Linked DNA regions of Oryzias latipes: all the other regions are linked to region 3. A link is a contact called in public Hi-C data. All regions are on one chromosome and are shown on one strand. Each heading gives the region's core, a stretch centred on a gene start, on an enhancer-like site or on the middle of the called end of the contact. The rest is flanking DNA. Distances are from core to core; before and after follow the strand shown. Region 1 holds the start of slc1a5 (neutral amino acid transporter B(0)). Region 2 holds the start of tmem160 (transmembrane protein 160). Region 3 holds the start of arhgap35 (rho GTPase-activating protein 35).

The links. A called contact is a pair of places that touch in the nucleus more often than the background predicts.
Region 1: a Hi-C map of embryo shows a contact between it and region 3, with 2.1 times the contacts expected there. The contact joins the promoter of slc1a5 here to the promoter of arhgap35 in region 3. A contact is called at or near these places in 2 of 5 Hi-C or Micro-C datasets (embryo and fibroblasts).
Region 2: a contact with region 3 is called in a Hi-C map of embryo, with 2.8 times the contacts expected there. The contact joins the promoter of tmem160 here to the promoter of arhgap35 in region 3. A contact is called at or near these places in 2 of 5 Hi-C or Micro-C datasets (embryo and fibroblasts).

What each region holds. Positions count from the first base shown.
Region 1 is chr13:14,841,549-14,846,160 of ASM223467v1, forward strand. slc1a5 (neutral amino acid transporter B(0)) reads left to right here and starts at 1,333. Exons shown (of 8, transcript XM_004075403.4): 1 at 1,333-2,022. The coding sequence starts at 1,490.
Region 2 is chr13:14,789,461-14,794,382 of ASM223467v1, forward strand. tmem160 (transmembrane protein 160) reads right to left here and starts at 3,494. Exons shown (of 4, transcript XM_004075402.4): 1 at 3,163-3,494; 2 at 3,021-3,045; 3 at 818-910. The coding sequence starts at 3,381.
Region 3 is chr13:14,625,876-14,630,268 of ASM223467v1, forward strand. It overlaps arhgap35 (rho GTPase-activating protein 35), which reads left to right and starts at 2,703. Exons shown (of 8, transcript XM_004075657.4): 1 at 2,703-3,379. It overlaps LOC105355424 (a long non-coding RNA gene), which reads right to left. Exons shown (of 2, transcript XR_909843.3): 1 at 3,489-4,393; 2 at 2,558-2,712.

The DNA.
Region 1 (4,612 bases), core at 83-2,582, 210 kb after region 3:
CTTCCAGATCTCTGGGTTTTTGAACATATTTCTGCTGTTTAAAATGCTGCAGGATATAAACACAAAGTTTTTCCTTAAGTTTCTTTACATTTCAAGGAAAACGTACTTTAATAGAAAGATTGAATAAATACTTTTTTATTATTTTGATTTGAATTTTTAATGCAAATTAAATGACTGTATTTAATTTGCCATAATTAACCAAAATTAAAATTGATTTATATTTGAAAAAATGTGTAATATTGAACTTTAATAACAAGAAAATGATTTCAAAAAGCAAATTCACTCCACTATGTTTGATTGCAGCTTGCTTGGAATGCACCATTCTTGTTATTTATTTTGAGTTCTGCTTAGCTTTATTATTTGATGTGGCCGTGCTATGCGCTGTCATTTGATGGTGTGTTAGTTGGCAACATTGCCTCCCATGAGAGAGTCCTAACTGTTCCAGGCTGGAAACTTTCTGTGTGGAGTTTCCATGTTCTCCAAATGCATGTTATTGCTTTTCTGAGATATAAAAAATGTCTTCAATGGCGATAGACTGGAGACCTGTCCAGGGTGTCCCCTGCCTTTGCTCTACGAGTGGCCAGGATAGGCTCCAGCAGCCCCCTGACCCCGAAAGTGACAAAACAGGTTTAGAAGATAAAAAATGAATGGATCTTCGATTGATGAATTTAACCTGAGTGAGGTGTAACTGTTTCTAAATCCTAAAACAGCCAGGATAGGCCCCATGACGAGAACAGAGTGAGCATGTAAATGGATAAAGCACTTTAAGAGAGAGAACTCTAACATAAACTTCTGTTTTATCTTATATTTTAAGAGAGTTGTAATCTTTATGATTAGTATCTTGTAGTTTGACATAAAATAACTACAACTTTGCAAGAGCCACTTGACAGAACATTTCCTGACAAAGATTAAGCCCAAAACTAGTTTCTGTCCTAGCTTCTACCCATTATTTCAGTGTTATGTCATTGGTTTGGATGTTACCTTAGATGCAGAAAATTTGACAAGATTTTTTTGTTGTTTTCTGCAAATATTCTGGATATAATATTCTTGATTCAGAAAAAATGTTCAATTCACTGAAATCCTACTATGTTGAATGAGTGTAAATAAGATATCTATAAGCACGCATGCAACTTTACTAAAAATATTTACATCCCCTTAATCTTATCTTGGTTATATTATTAAACAAAGGGGAAGAAAACATAGTGGGGGAAACGCGACTCAGCTAAAAAAGGGAACGTTTGTGAAGCTAAAATCGAACTGTGATTGGCTGTTCGAGGTTTTACGATTAGAACACACCCCGTTACGTCAAAGGGGCGGAGTAAAACGCCGGCGTTTAAGGCGGGCATCAGCGCCGGCGTCTTTCCTACATTCTAAACTCTGTTCTTTAGTTTTACGCGCCAAATTCCCGCGTTCTTTCCGTCATTTCATATAAGTTTACTTTACTGTTTAGTCCTAAACTAAGATCTGTGTTTATTACGACGGGGACACGATGGCTGAGAAGATAAACATGGAGGAAGTAAAGACATCCAACGGCGAGGCGCACTTCGATGAGCCGCTGGTAAACGGACTGAACAGCCACAGGAAGACGGAACCGGAGACCCTGGCCCAAAGAGTGAAGAGGATCGTCCGAGCGAACCTGCTGGTGATCCTCACCGTGGCCGGGGTCATCATCGGGGTCTTCATCGGACTTGGAGTGCGCAACGTGGCGCTCACGAGAACGCAGATAATCTATGTGGGCTTCCCAGGTGAGCTGCTCATCCGGCTCCTGAAGATGATCATCATCCCCCTGGTGGTGTGCAGCCTGGTGTCCGGGGCGGCCAGCATCGACCCGAAAGCCCTGGGCAAGCTTGGCGGCTGGGCCATGCTCTTCTTTCTGGTTACCACCCTTATCGCCTCTGCCATCGGGGTCGTGATGGCGTTCATCATAAAGCCGGGCGAGGTGACCGTCACCAAGCTCGCATCCTTTGATGAAGAAGTGCCAGCCCATAAAGAAATCATAGACTCCTTCTTGGATCTGATAAGGTGAGACTCGCACCTGACCTGTGCCCCCTCTGGGCCCCAGAACACGCTGCGCCCCGGTGCGTAAAAAAGATACGTTTTATGATCCAAACAGCTGCTGCGCCAACGCCAGCTGAACGCGCGTTTCAAAACTTCATTTCAGTCAGTCTGAAGTTGTCTTTTGGATCGTTTAAGAAGGAGTGACGGTATGTGACGGGCAAACAGGTGAGCGCGCTCTCCTGTAATGCAAATACGCCGTTGCATCAGCTACTGCGTCTTCACACGTGCTATTCCGGGAAGCAAACTAATGAGTCCCCCGTTTTCAACAGAACACTACTCAGACACAGACTAAAGTATATTTAATCAAATCAACAATGCTTTAATAGTTGCGTTTGACTTTTATTTGAATAAAATAAAGGACAACAGCACGTGCGCGTTAGTGAAGAACTTCCTACTATAAGCCCTCCCCCCATCTATCTAAAAGTAGTAGTACCGGTATCTGATCATCACGGATGACGTCACAGGATTTCCCTTTAATTTGATTTTTCTGTAAGTAGCAGCCAACCCACCAATTAACTATGAATGGGATGGTTGCTTTTTACACCAGTTGAGCCAGTTGGCCTTGGTTGTGTGTCTGGTATGTTGCCTTTTCCCCATGAGTTAAATCTGCCTTTGAGAGACATGCAGGAGAACTGCCACCTCACCCTTATGTTGGGCAGAAAAGGAAGCAGCTGTGAAGCAACTGAGTCACACAGTCCCTTTGAGTTTCACACAGGTTTCAAGAACATCTATACTTAGTAGTACACAGAAGAAAAAAAAACAGAAAAGTAAAATACAAAAAGTTCCTCTGCACTTGTATCAACTTTGTTAAAACTTTAGACTTAAGAAAAAATATTGTGTGCATCTCTTAAGTGCTTTATTGTCCTGACGTTAATCTGAGAGCTAAATTCAGCTTTCCATGAAAAGGGTCTATAAGATTCATCACCGTTTCCATCTTCTGCCTATTTGTTCCTCAAAAGCTCTTCAGGTGCTCTTTAAGTGATTAATGTTCAGAAGGGCAGATTTGACTTATGCAACTACAGAAAAGAAACCCTCCAGTGTCTGTTTTTTTCTTTCTTCTAAAAGTGTTTTGTACAAACTGCACTTTGGTCTGGGCCCATTTTAGCTATGTCCCGATGTGGTTTACATTGACACATTTGGCTCCAATTTAGGAACAAAGACAGGGCAGGGCTCCATTCTTTGGCTGTACTTGTTGTGCAGGAGCACAAAATATTTTTCAAAACTTGGTGCTTGTGTTTCAAGAGCTAAAATTCTGGAATGGAGACTGGATGGAGAGGAGACTTATAAAGAGAAACGTTTAGCTGAAATTAGCTGAGCATGACTCAACAGTTGTCAGTCTCTTCCAATTAAAACAAGATTTAAAAGAAAAAACTCTTTACACGTTCCTGCACAGCAGGCCTGTCATTAGAGCAAAACTTTTCAGAGTCCAGTCAAGTTAGAGGAATTGATTGGATTGGATCTTGTCATCACAGCCTGCTCTTTGTTTTCATCCACATTCAGCTTTAAACATGGTTGTCAGAGTCGCACTCTTACATAAGACTGGAGGTATAAACACTGAATGAGGACTTTCTGTCACATCCGTGTAAACATATCTTATCACCTGTGTATTTAAGTTTCCCTTCATAAACCGCAGTCGATGGCTGACAGTGATGTGTCACTTAAGGATTTGCTGAATGTTTGTTTTAAATAATTAAGATGCTGGAGGGGTTTTTAAAGTTGGTCACAATGAAATTACATTTTTTTCATTATTTATCAGACTCTGTTGGGTGTCCACACTTTCAAATTTCAAAAGCCCAGTTTACCAGCCTGTTTCAATGAACTGTTTTTAGGCCTAAAAATATTTGCTGCTGCAGATGAACTTCCATCAGTCTGTAAACGTATAAAAACTACAACAGAGTAGAGATGAGATTATCACTTTCATATGTCTGTGTTTGATATTTTGTATTGAGTGGAGAGTTGTAGATTTTTTTATGGCTATTTCAAAACATCTCTGTTTCCTAAAGGGGGGGAAAACTGGACTGGCTTCTGGGAATTTTTATTCATAACCTTCCCCTTTTTTGAAATATGATAGTTATTTTTATATATTAAAAGAATAGCAATAATGAAGAAGTAGAAGCAGCTGAGCTAAGCTTTGTAATTTCGGACACATTTTTGTCCTATTGTGTTTTTTTTTTTTTTTTTTTGGAATAAGTTTTTGGCTTAAAAGTCCCAGTAAATGTTTCTTTCTGTTATTTAATTAGCAAAGATTTGCAACACCGCTTATGCGTTAAGCATATAATTTGTCTAATATTCCCTTGAAAGCTCTGGAACATTTTTGTCCCCCATTTTGCACCGCTTTAATCCAGACTGTGTTGCCTGCTGCCCCATCACATGATGTCTAAGCCTAATACGATATGTTTCTAATGAAAGAACTGAATGGTGGTAATGAGCTTGTTAATAAGTTAACGCTTTATTACTCTGAATCTATTTCAACCAGCTGAGTGTAAGGGTATTGAAGACACAAGAGCTCTTGAGTTCTGGGTAATTCAGTATCACTGTGAGCATGTGCACCAGC
Region 2 (4,922 bases), core at 2,244-4,743, 160 kb after region 3:
TGTCACTGTAACTCAGTTCCTTCGTAGACTGCTGAAATACCTTTTTTACATAATTAGATACAAATTAAAGACAAATGTAAGACATTATAGTCTAATCCACTGAATTACAAAAGCCAAACAACCTGTTTATCATGAAAAATTTACAAAAAGAGGCTTTTATTTTGAAGAGAAAAAAAACGCAACGTGTTTAGTTTCTGTCTAATAGATTTAATTTTTTCGTGTTTTCCATTCATCAATAATCACACGCTGTCAATCAATGAGCCTTTTTCATTTGGCATCTCTTCAAGTAGTATCCATGGTTATAACTAAAGCATCAAGGACTCTGTCTTCATTTTTGCTCCCGATGGTTGAAGTCAGTTGCTGAAATCCTTGTGAAATAATTAATTGTGGACCTGCTGCTGGTGCTGTATCAAAGAAAAATTCTCATCACCAGATTCTGTTTGAAGTTCGCCGATTTTACAACAAAGAGCGCTAAAGGTGTGTTTTCACGTGTTTACTTTTCTCGAAAAGCCATTTACTTCAAAGAGAATCGCTGATTTCCAAAAACATCCACAGACTTGTTTTTAGCTCCTAAGCCCTGTGTTATTAAAGACATGAGAAGTTAGAGATAATATCAATAAAACCAATTGCCTATATTAAAAAAAAGAGGTATTGTTTGTTGGTTTGATGGAGACAACGCACAATATCTATGAGCTTTGTAAATATACAGGAAAATGGATTATTTACGTGACTGCAACATGTTGTACTTTGTGTTTTAACAGAAAGTGAAAGAAAATCTGTTCTGTTGCTTTGAAAAGCAAAAGGATCAGTTTTGTACCATAGCCTGCTTCTCGTCCAACTTCACTCTGGACGAAGGCGATGACTCCGATCCCCGTCGCCAGCAGGCCGTTCCTGAACCACGAGAGGAATCCTGCAAAACGGCCAGAGCCGTAAACACAGACCAACATCTGTCACAGATGTCTGCATGCTGCAGTTTGAGAGCTGGGTTTAGTTTGTTCTACAGGTGCCAGACTGGACTCGTGGTCAGATGTGTGTAAAAGAGTCTAAATAAACGGTTCTGAAGAACATGTTCACGCCACCAGCAAAGTGTTCAAAAGTAGCTGACGAGAGATCAGACATGAGAGAGATGCTGTCGCAGTTTTTTGGTCACCAAGTTTCAGAAGGAACTTCTAATGAGAAATTTATAATAAAAAAAAATGAAAAGAGAGATTTTTTTATTTTGCATTAAGCTGATGCTTTTATCTGAAGATCCAAATCGAGATAATTAATATTTTCTGTGGGTGGGAAGCTCTTTGTTTTTGATTTTGAAGTATGTAAAACCCTTTGTGGTACTTGCGTATGAAAATTGTTTTATAAATAAAGTTGGACTTGTTTTGAGTTTATTGAAAAACCATCAGAAATTATGATTCTCTAGGCTGGGACTATGTCTGATTTACCTTCTTTACACCTAAAAAAAAAAAAACTATACAATTCAGGAGCTATCCACTGCCCTGGATTTAAATGTAATTTAAACATATGTTCACTACTTTTTTTTAAACGCCAAATATGACATTGCCCATTTGGCAAAGTAAAAACCTAATAAATTTAAACATTATACTGAGGCTATTTAGGAATCCACTGTGTTCAGATGATTAAAACTTAGATGGTTTACTTTTTTTTTTTAAATAAAAAAAAATCATGACAGCAATGCATTGTGGTCTATATTTGCCAATAGTGAGCATCAATGCACACTAGTTTTTCACAGAAACTTGTGGGAAATTTCCAGGGCACTGGATTTTGGAACTGTAGATTCAGTCAGACACCTCTGCAAAGTGGGGAATGCAATATATAGTGCACCAAGTAGTGAGGGAATTCAAACACAACCTGATTGATGTCAAAAAAGACGGGGGGGGGGGGGGGGGGGGGGCTGGCTGAGACAGCATACGGTAGAATTATTTTAGAATATTGGGAAAAGTGTAAGAAGTGATTGTTGTGTTCCACCCTGTGGATTGCAGAGCTGAAGGGTTCAAAATGTGTTTTTTTCCTTTTTCTGTAACCTTATTCATCTTGGGTACTTTTACTCCTCTTAGATAAAGTGCTCATAATGTCGTGATAATTTCGCATTCATATTTCTTTGGAAAACTAAGAAAACTTGGAGTGAGTGTATTGTCAGGGTTCCACAGAACTTGTTTAAGTTGTTTAATCATTGTCAGTTCCTCAGTTGGATCCTCTCCTTCTGGGTCGCCTGCTGTTCAGCCGCTGCGGCTCTAGTTGTGAACAGCATCACCACCTTACTGAGGCGTCTCCTGTGATGCTGCATCTGGCTGTCTGTGCAGCTTTCACTGAGAGGGAGGTTCCAAATATCAATTTTTACACCAACAAACTTTTTCCATGCTCAGACTCTTTTGCAAATGTTTATCACCCTCATTTAAGGGGTGGGAGGCATGAATGGGACTAGGGGTTCCTGTGTTTCGAATTGTTGTGCTTGTCTTATGTTTTTGTTCTGGTGTTAAGCACTTTTTGTTCTGTTCTATATGGAAAGTGCTATATAAATAAAGTTTGAGTTGTGGTTTTAGTTTAGATTTTAAGAACTGTAGTTTACTTCTGACGCATGGCCGTAAAAAAACTGGACCATGAAACTTTGCAGGTTGGGCTTTAACATAGAGAATCAGCGAAAGCAAAACATGTTTTCTTCCAAATGCTCCACGCTGTTTCTAAAGTCACAACATGGCAACATGGAGTCAAAGTGCGATGCACTCAATTGTTAAATATAATTACAGAAACAAAAAAAAAAATCCCAAAATGTACACATAAAACAGAGTAAAACTCCACAAGATATTGGATCAAACCACTTTTTGAGGGTTGTATGTGGTTGGGGGTGGAAGATACCAAAACAAATATGGAAAAAGAGACCAAGAATTTTTCAAAAGTAAGTCAGAAATGTAAGCTTGAAGATAATTTTTGTTATTCTAAATAATAATAATAATAATAATAATAATAAATCACAAACCTTAAAACTTAGGGGGGGAATTTGAAATTACCTGTTTCGTGCGACTTTCTTAGTATCTGCGAAAGGTGCAAGAGAGAACGAGATAGATGAAAAGTCTGGAATTTACCCTTATTAGATGAAAAAACAAATACATTACAAGTGTGTTGGGTATTTTTACACCATTTTTAGCCTACCAAAGCGTCCGCCTTGTCAAGGTCTGAGAGCTGCAGCGGCTGCTCCGAGCCCCGGCTTTTCCCCCACGACCCCTTCTCAGCCGTCCGCTGCTGCGCCGACCCGTGGATTCTCCTCAGCGGGGCCGCGGAGCGCGGAGGTCGGCCCAGCTTCAGAGTCCGGGCGAAGTAGGTGACAGCCTGCGGCAGCTGCCTCCTCACGAAAAGGCTCAGGAAAGCCATAACATCACTGAAAACTGTTGGGTAAAATGTTAGCTAAGAGCAAAAACACAACACGAACTCTGAACTCTCACACGGTCAACAACGACACTCCGGAAGAGTCCGCCGAAAGGCAGGCAGAATAGAAGTGGCGCCACCATGCGGCAGACATTGGAGCTGGAAAAATAAATAGGCTAATAAAAACGCTTAATTATATTGTTTTAAAGCATTTTTTTGATCAACCTTTTTTTTTTACAAAGAAACTACTACTCTTCTCCTACTCAAACAGTTACAGCATCTCTAGATTTTAAACATGTTTGTTCAAATTTATGACACAAGAGGGCGGGAGAGGATAAAACATTTCTCAGTTTGATAGATAGGTATAGCAGTCTTCTGAGGAGAGAAGTTTGTTTATTTTTGGTTTTTAAACAAATTAAGTAGATTTTATTTGCTGTAGTGAAAAGTTAGCTAACTAAATCAAATAAAATATAAGCTGAAATTATTTGTGTGAGACTGAGTATTTTCTGTAGTTTGGCCTTAAAGTCTCTGTCACTTATGTTTTTCAATTTCTACTGCATCAAGAGTAAAAACTATTATGATGTTCAATTTCAAGAGAAAGATGTCATTATTAAAAGGTTTTTTGTGTCATTTACTTTTTTCAATATATTTATTTGAGCTAATTTAATTTAATTTTTACCTTTTTCTTACCGAAAAAATTACCTAAAAATGTTTTACAGTTTGTAAACATTAAAAATCTTTTGATGTACACTGCTGTAGTAATCAGATAATTAGAAATATGAAAGCTAACAAAATAAAAGGGGGAAATCTGAATCCTAAGCCCAAAAATAAAGAACATGCAAATTTGGTGAGGGGGGAATAAATCGAAATTGTTACCTCAAGAACAAATACTGATTTTCTACATTTACAATGCATCCTTCCTTGTGCTTTCTCTAAATCTCAAATTGTGACTCTTTGCCATCTCTGGGTGGGTGGAGTGTTCCTGCCCCAGGTGGAGGAGTTTAAATACCTTGGGATCTTTCTCTTGAGTGAGGGAAGATCAGAGCGTGAGATTGACAGGCAGATTGGTGCAGTGTCCACTGGTATGTGGTCACTGTACCGGTCCGTGGTGAAGAAAGAGCTGAGCCAGAAAGCAAAGCTCTCAATTTACTAGTTGATCTTTGTTCAAATACTCACTCAAAGAACGAGGTCCCAAATACAAGTAGCTGAAATGAGCTTCTTCCTTATGGATGTATGTATGGATGGATGGACGGATGATGACTCTTCTACTCTAAATGATTTTCATTGGAGACTAGATTTTTTTCTGTACCTGACAGCAAATCAAGGTTGTTACCTGAGACTTCTTTGTGTAAATATTCGAATTTGAGTAAAAGTGATTTCCCACTCGAACCTGAGGTATCCACAGATTAGGATGTAAGGTTTAATGAATAAAATAGTCATTGTTCGCCTAGTGGTAATTTGGTGAACTGCACCAGCTATTTTCTTTTTGAATGAGCTTCGACTGAGAAGTCCAAGGGTTCAAATGTTCCAGAGCAATACCAATTCAA
Region 3 (4,393 bases), core at 1,453-3,952:
GAAAACCAAATGTGAGCTTTTAACCCAGCTTGAACATGTATTTTTTTGGTGGCATAACTCTCTCAAAATATGTATAAACACTCACTTTATTACAAATTCCCATCCCATGAAAAAACAAGGCAACTCACCCCCTGATAACAGTCATTAAATTTTACATTTGTCTTGTTTTTTCCATTGCAGGGTGGTTAAAATTAAAATAAAGTTTAAGCTTTTACTGTTATTTAAAAAGCAAACTTCAGCTTTAATGTTCTTGTTGTCACAAGTTGAATAGTTTCTCTTCAAACTCAGTCATGTAAAGAATGGTGAGAGGTAAATTCACTGACCTTGTTTTTGCACAACATGACCAATTTGAAAAAGTAACCAAAATATTTTTAATTAATCCTTTTGGATTGAAAATTTTAGTTGGCTTTTAAAGTAGGCCCACTTCATTCCGCTTTCAAATAACAGCCTGCATTTTTGCATCAAATGAAACATTTGTGCTCATCGTACATGTTTAAGTCTGGATTGGGCTGTTGGAAGACGTTGAGGGAGGGGCAGAGTCACAGGGAATTCATTCCGAACAAGGTCCCGCTGCAAAACATTAAACATCTGTTTGAGCTCTTAGCTTGTTGTCTTTACAACAAATCAGACAATTCTTAGTTGTTATACTGTCCTCCTTAGAGACACAACTTAATTATCATTCAGTGGCTGAACTAATCACAATGCAAACATCATCAAATGATTCTCCTAATAGATGACTTTTCAAATCCAATTGAAATGATTCGATTTTACCTTTTTTTTTTTTTTTTTTTAACTTGTCCTGTCCAACAGCTAGGCAAACAGATGAGAGCTGAGGGCCTCTTGTGTTGGACATATTTTATTTTAACAAGAGGGGTTATTCATCTTCAGACAAACCAAAGGTATGTCTGAATAAACCCCTTTTGTAATTGAGGCCAAACTTTATTAATTTCAATCATGTTTGAAAATCTTTGGTGTTGGACCGGACGGAAAAGGAAAGAGGGGAAGAAGAGAGAGGGACGTTAGAGAGAGAGGGGGGTAGGAGGGTGATAATAGGAGGGGAAGGGGGGTAAGACCATGAAGCAGCATAGAGCAGACAGGTTTACTGGTTGTTTATCGTTACGGTACGGTTCAAATGTAGTACAAAAAGGGCGATTTTACCTTTGACGGGACTGTTTTTTTACTTCTTGATTAGACTGATTGGACAAATCAATGTCCAACGTGGTTGTGTTTATTTTTTAACATTTGTGGCCCTGTTTAGTACTCAGAGTTTTTGTTCCTGCTACAAACCCTGCTTGTGTTTCATTCTCTTGTGGCCGCGCTGTTTCCAATTGCTATCACTTTGCTTCTTGGTGTGGTCACTTTGTGTCTTGGAAGATAATTTACGTTTATTTATGACTGCTTTCGTTTTCCTCTCTGTTTCCTTACGATGAAACAAAGGACTTTTCAGACTTTTGTAGACCCAGAAGGTCATTTACACCTCCTCAGAGGTAGACACCAAACTTAAGTGAATAAAAGTTTTTTTTAACTCTCCCTCGACCCTCCAACAGCCTCAGAGTTCAGATGAGAGCCACGTGAGGAGTTCAAAGTTAAAACCTACTCTTTTAGAGGTTATTCCAGTTAAGCAGCATACTGTGACTTTATCTTTACTAGTATTTCATTTGACATTTTGCTTTAAAACTGTCTAGGTTGGCTCCTGAAATGTGCATTGTTTTTTTCCCTCCTGTCTAAACACAAGCAGGGAGCCTCTTGCATTGGACAGATACTATTGTTGAACATGGTGTATGAGTTGTTGAGCCTTTACTTTATATTTATGAGTTATTCAATAATAACTGTTTAATATTTTAAGTTAAATGTGTTACATTTGAATCTTATTTGTTTTTATGTTGATCTGATTTGAAAAGTATTCATTTGTGTCACTGTATTTTTTATATATTGTAAATTTTATGAAGTGCACAAGTTGTTTTTATTTTTTAAGGATAAAATGTACAATTTAAATATGAAAGGTGTGTACTGTACCTGGGTATCACATTTTGACACACTTATTTTGTGTTTCGAGAATAAAAACTGTCTTTTGCCATGTTAGTTTTGCACAGTAAAGTAGTGCAACTTAAATTCAGGTAAATGCTGACACATTTAGCTTGTTTTAGTTTCTGTCCTCTGTGGTAAATGTTGGTTGTTTCACCCCTGTTTGGGACTTGTATTATTATTTTTGGAAAAGTCTACATCTTTGGCTAAATGACACTGATGCCAACCAGGTTAGACTTGTTTCTTTTTTTTCAAAGCTACTATTTGCAACAGCTGTTTTGCTTTACCATTAAAAAAAACCTATGCATATTTCTAATTCAGACTTTTCAGATTTTTTTTAATTGCTTATAAGACAAATCATCTGGTGGGTTTATTTTTTTGTAGTAATGAGTCTTGGCAATACAGTTTTATTTCCTTTTTAAACAGACCCACCACTGCAAGTGTTGAGGCCCTTTTACCCAATTTTTCAGTCTAATAAACAAAACCACTTTCTAAAGTGCGAGGAAAGTTAGATACCAGACACAACATTTCATCACTTTTTGTGCCATGTTTTTATTGAAAAATCAATGTTGCTCCATGGTGTGTTGTTGTGTACTGTCAGGCATCGCCAGTACCAACAGCGTGCTTGTTGTAGTTGTGTCCACGAACCACTGGGCGAGAGTCTTTCTGTGAGCAGGAGTGGAGATGCTGGATTCACAAGGTCCGCCATTATTGGGAAGCCGGAAAAAAAAAAAGAAGCGAAGGGAGTGAGGGGCAGAGGGATAGACAGAGCGCGTCACACATTTTCTCCAGCGAACGGCTCTAGTACATCAGAAAGGAGATCTCGGGGCTTCCTCGCGCGCCTCCGCACGCGGAAAACACCGTCCCGCTGATTTACGGACGCTTTTGGGACCGCGTTTCCTGCCGACTCTTGTGTTTGGGACTCGACAGAGGCGAATGAGAATCGGTCAAAACAACGTGGTGGCGGAGCCAAGAAGGGAAAACACACCGAAACAGCGCTCTGCAACGCCTCCCATTTTTTTCCTCTTCGTAATACGTTTGCAGTCGCTGTGAAAGGACGCGAGTTTGAGGGACATTTTCCCCCCGCTGCTAATTTAATCAGTATGATGTATTAGTTTATTTCCGATTCAGAGACAGCAATCCTCCACTTCACTTGTCCAGAAACTTCAAACAGTCATTTCATGTCTGCGGGAGCAGACGGGCAGACAGCGTGTTTACCAGACCAACTGAAAATAATCGATGTGAGTTTTTAGGGAAGCGTTTCCCCTCCCAAACACACACGTTTGTGTTTTAAAGTCTTTTCCCAACTGAGGAGCACGGATGAAGAACCGAAGCGCGAGACTGGACTGATTTGGTACGTAGACGCTCCTTATTTCCCCTTTCAACGGCGTTCATGTAACAATTAGACAGTTTTTTCAGAGGAAGAGAAGCATTTAAGGGCGAACATGGACATTTTTCCTCACCTGCTGCTCCAGTTGCGCCAAAGTCCAGGCAAAATCGAGAAACTGGGAGTCGACCTCATTTCGCTTGAGGGCAGACATGATTTTATGGCCCCCAAGTACCTCAAAATGATCATAATTATAATACTTAAGATGATGCTCGGGGTGTATACTTAATAAAGCAGTTTGTAGGGCAAGTCAGGGTAACCATGAGCTTGTTAAATGTTAAATTTAGAGAATAAAGCTAAAAAAAACCTGGTTCTATCCAAACATTAAATTGTTTATACAACAAACACCTGGAATGCATTGGTCTTGTCAGGCCTGGGGAAACTCCACACCATGTCATACTTTAAAAAAAAAAAGTGGGGTGAGGGGGTGGGACAACCACTCAAACTGTTGAAGCAATAACATGTTGGGGTTTGACCAAAGATGGACTGTGCATTTTCTCCCTGATTGCTGTGTGAAAAACCTGGATTACCAGTATGTTTTGCTTGTCAGTTGGTGTTCCCCTTATGTTAATGACCTTTTTTTGTTTGCTTTCATTTTTATGTTTTACTTGTGCTTCTCACCAATCCAGGCTTTCATAAGGCAGAGGCCATTGCATAAACTCCTTTTCCGTGAAAAATATTTTTGATCTCAGCAGAGTGCATCCCTGTGACTCAGAATTAACGCCACCAATTGGCTCCTCTAATAATCCAGCAACATAACTCTATACTTCTATATATATAAGTATATATATTGATGATGGAACTGCTTTGACTCAAGGTTATGTGAATAGGGCATTTTTCTTGCAGCCACTCCCTTTCTGTCGGTGTCCTTCCAGTGCTCTCCTCTAGAAACGCTCCTTAAAGATAACTAACATACTGCTTTAATATTGTCTGAATGAGTTCTAGGGGGGTGACCGTGTTGACGAGGATAACGCCTTATCA